Regions from separate parts of the Gossypium hirsutum genome. Here region 2 is linked to region 1. A link is a contact called in public Hi-C data. All regions are on one chromosome and are shown on one strand. Each heading gives the region's core, a stretch centred on a gene start, on an enhancer-like site or on the middle of the called end of the contact. The rest is flanking DNA. Distances are from core to core; before and after follow the strand shown. Region 1 holds the start of LOC107898360 (germin-like protein 9-3). Region 2 holds the start of LOC107898927 (BTB/POZ domain-containing protein At3g22104).

Region 1 (4,086 bases), core at 632-3,131:
CCATTTAAAAGTTGTTTTTGTTTCCTAGGCTTGTTTGCAACTTTTAGCCCCTGTTCTTTTGAGCTTTTATTCTCAAATGTATCCTTCCGTGATTTGTCTCCTGTTTTTACCGTAACTTCACTGATCCTATCCCCATTATTATTTTATCCCTCAATCATTATTCTGCTTCCCAAATTGAAAGGGTCCCGAAGCTGGTGCATGTATTCCATCTTTCACCTCCCCAACTTTGGAAAGTACATTAAACCTAGATCCAACCCTATTATTTCCCTGAGTTGCTCCTGAACCTGTGACTCCCTGTCGTTGCTGACGCCGTTGTCGACGATTAACCACCATCCACTTGTTGAATTCCTCTTTTTCCACCCTTTCTTGAACACCCACACTATCCCCTTGCTGATTTGGTGATTTATTACCATGAAGATTCTCCCCATCACCTTTCATGCCCTTCTCCAGAGAACCATAGGGACATCCCGCAAATGTCCAAATCTCCCACAATGGAAGCAAATCGACAGAAGAGATTCATACTCAATTCAATGAAGTCTGCTCGCAACCCGGAGATTTGAAACCAAAGGTTTGGACAGATTCACTTGCACTACAAACCCTGCAAACTGGCCCCTCGATCCCTTGTCCGTTTGGAAATCAACTTTGACTACCTTTCCAATCAAACTCCCAATCTCTTGCAGTAGGCTCCTTTTATATAGAGCTCCAAAGAGCCCTAGAATACGGACCCAAGCCACACACTTAGTGGAAAATCCTCAAGAGTTGAAAATTGAGTCGACCAAGACTGAATGGTCAAATAATGTCCGAAGATCACCCATGGACCCTTTGAAACAACATTATTGTAGTCCAAGTCAGATTCAAACTTCGCCAAATAATAGTCGTTATCGATATTATGGGAATCTCATCTTAGGTTTCCACAAGGCACACACCTTGTTCCATAAGGCGTTATATCCAATTTTCCTTCCCAGCAACTTGACTACTAGTGTCTTCGACATGCTCTTTCTAGCAAGTCCATAAACCCTGTCCGAAAACTCAATTGAAGGCACTCCATCAACGACATCTTTCCTCACATCATCTTCTCGATGATCCAAATCATCCACTTCCCACTCATCATCCATGGTATTATTCATGGGACCTGTATTAAGAACAGCATCCTTAAACGAGAATGGTTTGGACATTCCTGCACCCAAAGTTTCCAAATCTCCTCCTTCATCCGATGGCTCCTCCTCTCGACACCGGACTTTCTTCGAAATCCTACCAGGCACCGTAACCGGTTGTTCACTCATAATACATTTTTTATTAAATGATTTTTGTTCAAACCTGAGTAATTAATGATATTTAAATTGTGATCATGATGAAATTGAGTTGAATAACAAATGGGTAATGTAGAAGCAAGTTTGAACAAGTGTTAGTAAGGAAATCATTGTTGAGTTATTAGGGAATTATATGTAGGAATTAAGAACTATATAATGATAATTTAAAATTTTTAGAATATAATGATTAAGTCGGAATTAGATACGAATGAGTGATTTAAAATAATTTCGGATGGTTACGTAAAATTCATTTCTAAGGACTTTATTTGCACGATTATTTGTTAGTTTGAGTAAAAATGACATGATCATTATAACCTCTCATCTATATTAATTTAGATGAATAAATAGAAAATATTCACTTACAATTCTGAAAGCCAATAAGAGATTCATTTTACAACCTACATGATGTCACAATTTTTTTCCATTTTCTAAATAATTAATTGGGGAATCTGAATCCATCCCAATTGAAGTTTAATTTGGATAAAAGAACCTTCACACAAAAAAGGGGACCGTACCCTGAGGACAAACTACAACTCATTTTGCTTTGGCAACAAATATAATAATAATAATAATGCTTGATTCTTCCACTCTTTTTACCCTAATCAACAACAAGAAGCAAAATGTGACAACTAAGCTGTTGGGAATATCTCCGATCAATTATTCTGTATATTGAAGGATAAGGATATATAGGAATTTGGGTAAACTTCATAGTTCTTCACGTCTTTTAACATCCTAAATTCCAACCCAACCCACGTACAAGCACAAGGGACTTAGTAATCTTCACCTGTTGCAATATCACCAAATTTGTCTTGCAACAAAGCCATTACACTTAATTCAACTCTATAAATACACCACCATCCTTCAAACTTGAACCATCCCATCCAGGCAGGCACCACATTCCCTAATTTTTCTAACACGGCTTCAAGGATTTCCACCATGAAATTGCTTTCCCTTGTGTTATCTTCATTTGTCATTGTTCAAATAGCCCTGGCTGGTGATCCTGATATTCTTTCTGATTTTTTAGTCCCTAACCAAAACAACGTTGATGGAAGCTTCTTCACGTACACAGGGATGCGAGTCCTCGTCAACCAAAGCACCTTCCCTGCAAATTTCACGATCCTGAAAGCTAGCATGGTGGAATTCCCAGCACTAAATGGTCAAAGTGTGTCCTACGCCGTTCTTCAATACCCTGCAAGCTCTCTCAATCCTCCACACACTCATCCTCGTGCGGCCGAGCTGCTTTTCCTCGTTGATGGGAGCCTGGAAGTTGGTTTTGTCGACACAACAAACAAGCTTTTCACTCAGAGTCTACAAGCCGGCGACATGTTTATCTTTCCTAAAGGGTTAGTGCACTATCAGTACAATGCGGATCCCAATAACCCAGCTATCGCGATTTCTTCGTTTGGAAGTGCAAATGCAGGAACCGTATCGCTCCCTAAGACCCTTTTTGCCACCAACATTGACGACACTATATTGGCTAAATCCTTCAAAACCGATGTTTCCACCATTCAAGCTCTCAAGGCTGGTCTTGCATGATTCCATTTGTCTTTAAAACTTTTTCGTTGTTTTATTGTGATTTTGTATTGAAATTTACCATCTACTTTTGGTCAGAGGTTCATGTGTTTTGCATTCTGAACTAAATTGGTTTGTCTCCAAATGTTTGTTGTACTAAAATCTATGTGGTAATTGTTTATTTAAATCGACTTTTTATTTAAAACGAAAATGGGAGTCGCGACCAATCACTTTTGAGAGGCGTAATCCGGTTACTTCGAAATTTGATTGTTTCAATGAAAGGTTTGATTTATTAAAACAATGTTTTTCGGTCTACAAAAATCCAAAAAAATGAGTTCGGGAGTCAGTTACGCACGAGGAAGGATTAGCACCCTCGTTACGCCCAAAATTGGTACCTAATTGATTACTTGATGTTTTTAGTGTCGAAAAATAAAAATTTGAAGAGATTTAGAAAACGACCCCACTTTGTATAATGTTATTATTTAAACCGCTTGCATAAATCAAAATATATATAAAAGGCTCTCTTATCTCGAGGTAACAAAAAATCACGTCCCGTAAGTTAGGATACGACATCTCGAATCCTCGAAAAGGAGCTCGCTCTTTAAAATGCTATTTAAATCTCATGTGTTTAAATTTTAAGAGGAATGTTCGATTATCTTGGTTCAAAGAGAAAGTCGAACCCCGTAAGTTAGGGCACGACCTTTCGAATATCCAAATATGAAACATTATCTTAATTTTAAAAATTTCTTTTTATACATCGAGCAAAAATTAATGTAACACTTAAAATGATATATATTTAATTTATTCGGGTATGGTATAAAACGGCCAAATACGTTTAAGTGTAACACTTGACACGAATACTAGCACAATATAAGATAACGGGTAAAAAACGACGAATAATGCGTGATAAGATAGAAATGCAAACATTATGAATATAAAATAAGGGCAAAGAATAAATAGGTAAAATAATAAAAATGAAAAGTTGAAAATAAATAAATTGAGGGTTCAATTAGAATTAAAAATAAAATGTAAGGCATAAATTGTAAGATATAAGTAAATAGATAAATACGAAAATAAATAAAATAGAAATTATAAAAGGTAGAAATTAAATAAGCTAAGGATTAAATATACCCTTCGTCCAAAAACACACGGATCCTAGGGGGTCTTGGGTCGGATCTTGGCTCAAAAGCCCAAAACGACGTTTTTTTAGGATTACTGAAGCCGGCTACGTTGTTCAACATTGCCTATCTCAGTCAATTTTTTT
Region 2 (4,086 bases), core at 881-3,380, 390 kb after region 1:
AACATAGAAGCATCTATAAATTCAAAATCTGAGAAGATTTACTGAAGTATATTTGAGTTGTAACATCAAATAGGTAACCCCACCAAAGCAACTATGAACTAACCCATTATTGGGTGTTGGCTAAAGAATATATACTGCCAACTGCCACGCACCCATTTGCCTCAGACTGAGACCGACTGTGGAAAACGACTCAACCTTGGAGAAAAAATAAAGGAAAACTCTTATCACACACACCTCAATGCTATACATACACAAGTGAAATAATTAAAAAACACAGTGGTATATGCAAAAATTTCGCTTTCATGAACAGAGTCTGGGCAGGGGTCTTGCATCACTATGGGTTAATACTTTGGCTTTCATGATTTTGGCCATTTGGTTCTGCATTTTCTTACACACTTTCTCCAATTCCATCACCCTCCATTGCATCCCTTTTAATTGTGCTCTGAGCTTTTCATTGTAAACTACAACTTGTTCCCTGCCCCTATCTTCCTTTGCGGTGAAATCCGTATAATGCTTGGCATTGTGCATGCCCTCAAGCAAGTTCTTAAGCTTCCATTGCTGTGAAATAAGAGCTTGCACTGCGCTTGTTGATGGGAATTTTGTGTTTTGAGAAAGGTGCATGCAGGCCTCGCTAGAGAGCTTCTTATAGTTCAATCCACCACAGATCTTCATTTTTTCTTCTTTAGACAACCCTGTATGAACCTACTGAAAGCATATTTAATCCAAATGAACAAAAAAAAGTACATATATAAGGAACCTTTTATAAATGATATCAAAGTCTACCTCCAAATAAATGTCCATGGCATGGTACAATTCATCCCATGAGTCCCTGGCAGAATCCGGCAGCACCATTACCAAAGCTGAAAACTTGGATGATTTTAGGCAACGATCCGGAGCTACTTCTGTTATATACAGATCTATCAAGCTAGCTACCTTTTTCATTCGTATCGGAGATGATTCCGAGCCTCCTTCACGTAAAAATGCCTTGAGGAACCTAAGAACAAGGTTTACATCATACAGATAACTTCTCCCATATGATGGAATTAGGAGATTGTCTATTGTTGCTTGATCTAGTTGAGAACCTATCATACTCTCCAACTTGTTCCTGCAACTTTTGCTTATGTTGGAACGCAGCACCGGACGAAGAACGCCAAACAAACTCTTGCACGAAATAGAACTCGGATCAAGAGTGTAAAGCATATCGATCACAATTTCTAGAACTTCACGTTTCTCATCCGATGAGGCCGTATAAAACTTCGACTTCTGGTAATAGAAGAGGAAACCACTGACGATGACATGATTGTACCCCCGAGACACCATAGATTTCACCAGCATTTCAATCAAATTGGGACTCAATGCCGAAAGGTCTTCGAACCACCAAGTTGCTCGAAAGAGGCCTTTGTTCGAGCTCTGGGTACTCCTAGTATTGAACGAAATCCGAAGCCCTGAGCTATCTGGAGGAGAAGTAGATGCACAAGGGGTTACTTCACTAGCCATGGCAAGCCTCCCAACAAGTGAATCCAAGCATTTCTCAAGTACACCAGAAGAGGTAGCAGTCCGCGGTGAATCTTGGTAATGCTTCAAAGCAACCAAAAGATCGGACCATGCCCAAAAACTGAGCTCATCAATGGAGTCCTTGGTTTTTTGTAATAGATTACAGCTCCCTGTCCCTGAGACAGAAATGTTCATCTCCATGGATTCAGCAGCAGAAAATATGGCAATACAACAACAATGGACAAATTATTAAAGAAAACATAAAAAGTATAGCAATGATAAAAATTAGGATTCCATTTGATGCTACCTAACCAGACTCTTGGTTTGTCCTCAAGCATGCTTGTCGGCATGTACCGGGGTATCAGCAATGGAATAGGATCCTCCATCCCGAATTCAAATAATCCAAAAACAAGAATGAACCAAGAAAAGAGTAAAAAGGAGGATCAGAAATGAAGATGTCAATGTTAACAGTAATTCATGTTTAATGCTATGAAAGCAACCCTTAGTCCTTTCCCAAAATCACCCAAAACTACAGCAATAAATAAGAAAAAAAAAGGGGGGGGGGAAGTCTTGAACAAAGAGAGAAGGGGAAAAAAAGGGAAAATCTACTTATATGACCCACATGTAGATGGGAAATTAAATGATAATGGTACAGAAGAAGATAGTATCTATAGATTCCACATTTCTGAAAGGGCAAGAATCAAAAGAATATAAATATGATGGATTATGAATCACAATCACCCCAAACATTTATTCCCAATTTTAGTTCAAGCAATCTGGCATTATAAATAATTGAATCAAATCAGGAAAATGGCGAATCAAACATTTTGTTTTTCCTCCAATTATGATAATCACAAGTATCGTTTTGACTTTTGTGATAAGAATTTAGAAATGTACTGAAAAAATGGTGTAAGAGGTCAGACCGAACCAGACGTTCAAAGCTACAGTAATATAATTATTTTTTTGATTTGCTGGCTTTACTTGTCTCTTGTTCCCTGTTTCTCGCTGCCAGTATCTAGACCCGTGCATAGGGTTGACAAAGATATCCTTAAAATCCAAGTTAATTTATATTTTAACTCAATAACGTTATTTAAACTCTCGAGTGGATGTTACAAATTAAGTGGATATTAACTTAGTTAAAAAATTATGAAGATGTCTTTTTATAATACCATTAGAAGATATTTTTATTTTTTTACTTTTTAAAAAATCAATAAAAATATGCATATGAGAAGAATTAAACCCCAGGTCAAATATATTAATAAAGCATTTAATTTACCAATTAACTAAAACTTTATTTTAATATTTCTTTACATTTTATTTTTATTATTTATATTTTATTACCTCCCTCAGTTGTATATCTATATTATTAATAAAACTTCTGACTGAGTTGATGTCAATACCAACTCGATTAAGAAATTATGGAAATATCTTTCCATAATTAAAATAAATTACATTATTTGAGGGTATTTAAGTATTTTTATTTTAATATCGTATTATACATTTTATTATTTATTGCATCTTATTTTTAAACATATATTTGTATTCTAAATATGTGGGAAGATTTTTAGAATATTTTGTTTGATTTTTTTTAATTTATCATTTATCAGGGACATTAAGGCGTTAGGTACAATTGTAATTATAAAAAATATAATTAGAATTACTCATCGAGGTGGTGAGTTAGGGGAATAGGCATGGGCTTTCTTTCTCAAAATAAAAAATTGTTCATTTAGTCCTTCTAAAATTGGTAAAACTTTAAGTTAATCCAATAATAAAATTGTATTTTGACATTCCAAAATTAAAAATTCAATTCTGAGTTCTGACCCCTCCAACTATGAAAATTTTATAATTTAAACCTTTGAGAAATTGTAAGATTTTACGTTATAAAATTATGCTTTAGCTCTCTTAAAAAAATATAATTCAAATTTGGTTTCACAGAAAAAAAAATTGACTCCACCATTAATCAACCATTATAAGGCATGATCAAACATATAATCAAAATATGTTCGAATAAAGTCAGCATACATTGTGACTTAAATTAAAATAAAATTTAGAGAGAACTTGCATATGGTAGGATTTCAACCTAAAATTTTAAAGGTGTTGTAACAGTCTGTTTTTTAGTGGTATCGAAAATGGTGGTTTTGGGACCCTATATTCCAACAATCGAGTCAGTAAATATTATTTTTCAATATTTATGAGTCTATAATAGAGTTATATTGAATTTTGATTTGATAAATTTGTTAATTGAAAAGTTAGTTAAAGTACAAGTGGTGCGACCCTAAAGTCAGTAATTTTGGAAAATGAGGTATCGGGACCTCATATCCGTAAACCAAGCCTTAAATATTTATGGAGTTGTTATTTAGGTGAATTGAATTTTAGATAGGTAATTTTTCCGAATTAGTGACTAATTAATGTACAATGACTAAATCGTAACAACCGTAAAAGTTACTTGTTATTGATTTTTAGTGATTAAAAAGACTTTAGTAGTGATTTTTAAGGACTTAAATGGAAATTCAGCCATTTAAGATGGTACTTGACAGATTAGTGGTTAGTTTAAAGGTAATATATGTTAAATTTTGTTTTAATTTTTAAAAT

Evidence for each region. A called contact is a pair of places that touch in the nucleus more often than the background predicts.
Region 2: a contact with region 1 is called in a Hi-C map of leaf, with 1.8 times the contacts expected there. The contact joins the promoter of LOC107898927 here to the promoter of LOC107898360 in region 1. A contact is called at or near these places in 2 of 34 Hi-C or Micro-C datasets (both in leaf).

The regions. Positions count from the first base shown.
Region 1 is chrD04:52,236,056-52,240,141 of Gossypium_hirsutum_v2.1, forward strand. LOC107898360 (germin-like protein 9-3) reads left to right here and starts at 1,882. Exons shown (of 2, transcript XM_016823866.2): 1 at 1,882-1,974; 2 at 2,196-3,008. The coding sequence starts at 1,882. The coding sequence ends at 2,846.
Region 2 is chrD04:52,628,752-52,632,837 of Gossypium_hirsutum_v2.1, forward strand. LOC107898927 (BTB/POZ domain-containing protein At3g22104) reads right to left here and starts at 2,131. Exons shown (of 3, transcript XM_016824498.2): 1 at 1,802-2,131; 2 at 784-1,670; 3 at 1-702. The coding sequence starts at 1,880. The coding sequence ends at 301.